2 separate regions of the Rattus norvegicus genome follow, and region 2 is linked to region 1. A link is a contact called in public Hi-C data. All regions are on one chromosome and are shown on one strand. The core of a region is the stretch at or near the end of the contact, and the rest is flanking DNA. Distances in the headings are between cores, read along the strand shown.

What was found. A called contact is a pair of places that touch in the nucleus more often than the background predicts.
Region 2: a Hi-C map of kidney shows a contact between it and region 1, with 5 times the contacts expected there. The contact joins the promoter of Lactbl1 here to the promoter of Hnrnpr in region 1.

Annotation. Positions count from the first base shown.
Region 1 is chr5:153,824,750-153,827,784 of GRCr8, forward strand. It overlaps Hnrnpr (heterogeneous nuclear ribonucleoprotein R), which reads left to right and starts at 1,770. Exons shown (of 11, transcript NM_175603.3): 1 at 1,770-1,890.
Region 2 is chr5:154,144,713-154,147,709 of GRCr8, forward strand. Lactbl1 (lactamase beta like 1) reads left to right here and starts at 1,476. Exons shown (of 8, transcript NM_001401838.1): 1 at 1,476-1,569; 2 at 2,132-2,203. The coding sequence starts at 2,192. LOC120103012 (a long non-coding RNA gene) reads right to left here. Exons shown (of 6, transcript XR_010066690.1): 3 at 2,417-2,532; 4 at 2,050-2,181.

The sequences.
Region 1 (3,035 bases), core at 520-3,019:
ACCCCCACTGCCCTAAGTTAGAGCCTGGACTCAGAGTCCTTTGTATGGGAGAACCTGCTCTGACACTGAACTGCAGCCTCAGCTCCCAGGATATCTGTGTTTTACATCCCTTAATATTGGCTTGGTACTGGACACCTAATAGGTATCAGATGGCCTTGTGATAGAATACCTCTGATGGGATAATTTATACAGAAGAGGGTTTTATTTAATGTTGTGTTTGCTTACGTGTGTGTGTGTGTGTGTGTGTGTGTGTGTGTGTGTGTGTGTGTGTGTGTGTGAAGGTAAGTGCAGACCAAGGTCAGAGAAAAGTGGATGTCCTGCTCTTTCACTCCCCTGCCTTATTCTCTTGGGATAGGGTCTCTCATTGAGCCTGGAGCTAACCTTGCAGCAAGCTACAGGGATTCTCCTGTTGTAGCCCACATCAGCACTGGAATTTACAGGTGCATGCATGTGGTCACCCCGGGCTTTTTACTCGAGTGGAGATTCAAAGTCAGGATTTTAACCTTGCATTTGTGCCATCTCTCCAGTCCCTAGGACGGGACTTACATTTTACAGTTCTGTAAGTAGGGAAGTGCAACGTTGAGAGCATGTGGGGAGAAGGGCCTTCGTGCTGGGACACCCTATGCTGGAAGCGCAAAAGATGCAGAGAAAATCAGAGCTAGACGTCTAACTCGCAGCCTGGAGGCCTATCATTCAGCTTTAATCCTTTGAGGGTGGAGTCCTAATGCCTGAAACACCTCCCACTACCGGCCCCACCTCCCAACACTGCCACATTGGCCGTCAAGTTCGTATCAGGTGCAGATGTCCATTCAAAAACGCATGGGTAGACAAACAATAATTATATTTTGGTTTGAGAAACACGTTCTCCTGATACATTTGGAAGCAGAACCTTTGACCTTCTTCACTGAGGTGGTGTTGGGTTTGGGACAGGAGTGACAGTGACAGGTGAGAGGCTTATGAATAAAAGGTATTACTCTCCTAGGGGGGAAATGAACCTTTTGCCCGTTGCCTGGCTTTCAGTCGTACGTAGATCCAGTACCCTACCTACTCAGTTCTCCAAACTCTGAAGGGTCCCTGCTTCCTGTTAACATCACTCTTGAGTCAGATCCACGTTATTGTGAGGAAAAGTGCCAGGGAGGGAAACAGGCAGTTTCTCTGATCCTTCTAAGGGATGCTTTTCTACAGGAAAACCTCCAGCGACACGAGTCGAATCTTCTTTAAGTTGTCTTTTGACTAGAGCCAAGATGATCTAGCGATGGAGCGGAGCGTGAGGTGATGGGTGTGTTTGGGACCTACACTCTGCGGCCGGCCAGCACGGCCGGAGGGAGGATTGGGGTAAGGGACTCCCGCTCCGGGTAGCAGCGCCATTGCGGAGCGTGGCCGCAGGGACCCGAGGGGGCGGGGCTCCTGTGGCGGCCACGCGGCGCGAGGCCTAAATTTTCAACCTCATAACCCGGGTAGACGGAGAGGGAGGAGCTTCGGCCACGCAAGGCCGGCTGCCCCGCAGCCTCGCCACTACGAGGGGCTCCCACCAACAGACCCCTTTGTGTGCATGCCCCCGCCCCGGAGGCGCCTCAGCCAGTGGCGCTGAGAACCCTCATTGGCTCAGCCTGACGGCCACACCGATTGGTCCTCCGAGTCCCCGACGCGAGGGCCGCTTTCCCTCTCTCTGATTGGTCCGCTGAGCTGCCTATCAGGCAGCCTCCTGAACTGATTGCTCGGCCGTATGGAGTCCCTGGAAGCAGTTCCGGGAAACCCCGCGTGCTGCCGGGATCGCGTCTCTGTCCATGCAGGGGGGGAGGGGGTGGCGCGCGCGCCATTTCTAGTCGTTTTCAAAGCGCCTCGCGCTGATTCTCACGGGCCAGGCTGCCGGCCCCCCGCTCTGCCCTGGTGAGTCTCGCGCTGGCCCGTGGGGGGAGGGGCCTGGAGTCCCGGTCTGACCGGATTCGGCCGGGTCCAGGCTCGGCGCCCCGGCCTGCAGTTTGGGTCTTTGCTCCGAGGCCCGAGGGTGGGGGTGGGGATGGGCCGGGGGCGGCTTCTGCTCGGACCGGCCGCGCAGCCGTGGGCCTGAGTCCGGCCGCGGCGCCTCCTTTCTTTCGCTCATCCTTATCAGCCCCTCCGGTGCCCCGGTCCCTCGGTCCGCTGTCCTCCGTGCGGCCTGCCGGTTTCAGGGTGCTTTTCCCGCCTCCGCCTGCCGCTGTCCGCGGCCCGGCCGGGCTAAGGGTTTCAGACGTTCCCCTGACTCCGGTGCTTGCCCCTAGGCCTGCGGTTAGGCCTGGCCCGCATCTCGCCTTGCCAGGAGTGGGATGTGTTGATACGGGGTCGCGCCCGAGGGGGTGGGGTGAGCCGAGGGCGGGGTGCAAGTCTTAGGGTTACCTGAGCCCGGAGCAAACTTTTACGGGAGTCGGAGCCGAGGGACCGAGGTATGGGGGGTGCCTCCCGCCCGATCCCCAACCTGCATGATTCGAGCCGGGATTTGAAGGAAAAAATGACTACTAGAGGCCGTGACACTTGGTTTTGAGCGGCGCCTGAGCTAGGTAATTCTGAGAATGTCATAGGCGCTCCAGACTAGAAAAGCGCTTCTTTTTCTTCCACGGTAGTATCCATGTGGCCAGAATTTTAAGACGAAAGCCCAGGGGTTCTTGAAAGGTTCAGTCCTTTCTCGTTACCTGTTTGAGTTTTTTCCTCCCCTGCCCTTTAGAAACAGAATGTGTCAGGAGTCAGTCGTAGTGATTAAGGACTTGACACTCCCCAGCTTTGAGATAACCGTTAGCTTTCGTTGGATCTTTTAAAAGCCGGTCTCTCAACATTTTGCTTAGGGATGTTCACTAAAAGTGAGGGAGGGGCTAGTACTGACTTCCCAAATCTCCCAGCAGTCCTTATAAATCTTATTTAAATGACTTTATTTTGTAATTTTCTTTTTCTTTTTTCTTTCTTTTTTTTTTTTTTGCAAAAATGTTTATGTCAAAGGATTCCAGTCATGTTAGTATATTTGCTGCATCCAGAAATATGGTTTGGCTGTGTGGCATTGTTGT
Region 2 (2,997 bases), core at 226-2,725, 320 kb after region 1:
TGTGTGCTAGTGCTTGTGTGTATGTGTATGTTTATATGTATCTCTGTATATGAGTGTTAGTGTGAGCTTGAGACTCTGTATGCGTGTGTGCATGTGTGGCTGTGAATGTAAGTATGTGTGTGTTTATGTGCTAATGTGTATATGTGTGTGTATGTGTGTTTATGTGCTAGTGTGTGTATGTGTGTTTATGTGCTAATGTGTACATGTGTGTGTATGTGTGTTTATGTGCTAGTGTGCGTATGTGTGTGCTGGTGTGTATATGTCTGTGTACTGGTACGTGTGTATGTGTGTGTGTGTGCTGGTGTGTATCTCTGTATATATGTGAATATGTGAATGTGTGTGTTTAAGTGTATGAGTGTGCATATGTGTGAGTGTGTATGTTTGATCTTTCTTGTTTAATGAGTACAGAACCTGAAGAGCAATTCTCCAGTAAAATACCTTTAAAGGAAGAGCAAGCTGGGACAATTCCATGTACACATGCTGCCATCTAGTGGTGATTTGCTATATGACATGGTGAGGATTCTCTTTGGACTGAAATGGAAATAACCCCGATTTACAAGGGAGAAACACCTGCTTCCAGAGCTGGGTTAACTTGAGTATCCAGGAGGCGTGCCACAGAAGACAGTGGTGTCTTTGGGACACAGGTATGTCCCTTGCAGTAAACTACTGACTCAGATTATCAGCCCTAGCTTTGACATGCTATCCTTGCCCTGGAGGACCTCACAGTCAGATGGAGGCAGAGGAAGGCATTGGGGGTGGGGGTGGGAGTCCTGTGTTCCAATCAAAGCCTGGGAATTTCCTGGGAATTTTTTTGGATGGATGGAAAGTGTGACAAGACAAACTAGACTCTTTCTTCTTTGTGCAATTCCTGTGCAGATCAAAGACACAGATGGCTCAGAAGGTAAAGGTGCTGGGACCCACCCAGCAGAAAGAAAAAAACCACCTCTTGTGAGCTGTCTTCTGATATTCCAGAAAGTTCACTAAGAAAAATCTAAAGTCAGCCTTAGGACCAGATTGGGCGTTTGATACCAGAGCCAAGTCATGAGTACCAGTCTTGGCAGAGCCCTGGGGGCAGGTCCCAGGCTTCTGCTTTGGAAGCACTCTCCTCCTTAACTAACTGTCGTTACAATTGTCCCCACTTACAATGACACCAAGAGCGTTCACTTCCAGGTAACAGTGGATCTCCTGAGCATTTAATAGAAAGGCTCACACTCTGTTCTCAGAGGCGACTGGTGAACTGGTGTGAACTCAGAAGGATTCTAAAGGCCTGAGGGTCGGATCCTGGTGGCTGTCTTTTGTCGGGTTTCTTTGTGTACCCCTTCCTCCTGTCTCTAGCTTCTGTGGTCACATGACATGGGTGTCCAGCATCTGCCCAGCTTCCCTGCTGCTGGGGCTTCTGGGAAGCTAATCCTCTAGACAGAGGGCAGCGAGGGATTAGAGCTGGAGAAACGAGGGCCACATCTGTCACTGCTGGGAGTTTGGGCAAAGCCCGTGCTGAGGCTTCAGGAGGACCCTGGGAACACGGGGAAGCCAGGGGAAAGAGCTGGATCCTAGTAGATCCTTCTGGAAGTGGGTAAGATGCATGAGTCTAGGGCCTGGCAGATGGTTGGAGGGAAGGCTGGGGGAGGGAGCGGGAATTACATGCTTGGGTCTATTGGTAGATTTGGGGCAGGTCGGTGCCCACCTCCTGGTTTGCCTGAGATAGAAGAGTTTCTGGGTCTCCTAGTGCAAGAAGCAGGCCAGTTCTGGCCAGTTGGGCACTGTGTCAGTCAGGCTTCTGAGCTTGGGAAATGGGGTCCCCTTCCCCACCATCCTCATCGTACCCCCTTTTCTAGCTCTTCTCTGTCCCCTCCTTTCCCAGGATGTGTCTTTATTATTAATTTTATGTGTATGTGTGTTTCCCACATTCATGTTTGTATCATGTGTATTTCTGGTATCCCTGGAGTGTGTCAGGTCCCCAGGGACTGTGGTTACAGACAGTTGTGAGCCACCATGGAGATGCTGGGATTTGAACCCACATCCTCTGAAATAGAAGCCAGTGCTCTTAACCTCTAAGCCATCTCTCTGGTTCCTGTCTCCCCACTGTTCCCACTTCTTCTTGCATTTGCTCCTCTCAGTTTCCTGTCCTCAGGGTCTCCTGGGCTGCAGGCTGGAATCCTCAAGGAGCTGGATTGTCCATGCCTTGGGGAAGATGAAGACTCGGGTGAGTCTCAAACAGGAAGTTGTCTTGGGTTACTATTCATAGCTCCTCAGTGACTCTGCCCTCCTTCCCACCCTGGCTGCTTCACCCACACCTTCACTGGAGCCTCTGTCCTTCCTGTTTCTCTCTGTAACAAGTACAGCAATTATGACAGTTGTGCTAACAACACTTATCATTCCTGATCCATGCTCCCTACACAGCTCCATAGGGGCTCACCTGAGCTCTCCCCAAGGGAGGGGCAGTTGTCAGGTCCAAGAGGTGAAGTCATTTGTCCAGAGCTGGAAGGTGCGGAGCTGAAGTCAGGTTCTGTTTGTTGCCCTTCCCAGAGTGTTCTACAAGTGATGTCACAATCCGTCAGTGTTTGAGAATGGCTTATTTCACTTAGCGCAGTGCATTTAAGATTCATCCATATTATCGTACCTATCAATACTCTATTCTTTATGTTGCTATCCAACATTCCATTGCATGGATGTCTGAACCTTATTTTTCCATTCAGCATTGAAGGACATTTGGTTGATTCAGGACTTTGAAAACTTATAAGTAGCTAGGGAGATGGCTCACTTGGTAAAGTGCTTGAGGACCCAAGTTCAATCCTCAGTACTATAACGAAGGTGGGGTGCAGTGGTGTGTACCTTCAGTGCCAGTGCCAGGGAGGCAGGGATAGGCAACTCTTCGAGTTTTCTAGCCAGCTGGCTTCCCTTAATCACAGTGTTCTAGCTGGAGGTCCTGCCTCAAAAAACAAGGTGGGTAGCAATGAAGAAAGGAACCTGATGTTGACTTCTGATCTCTCAATGCAC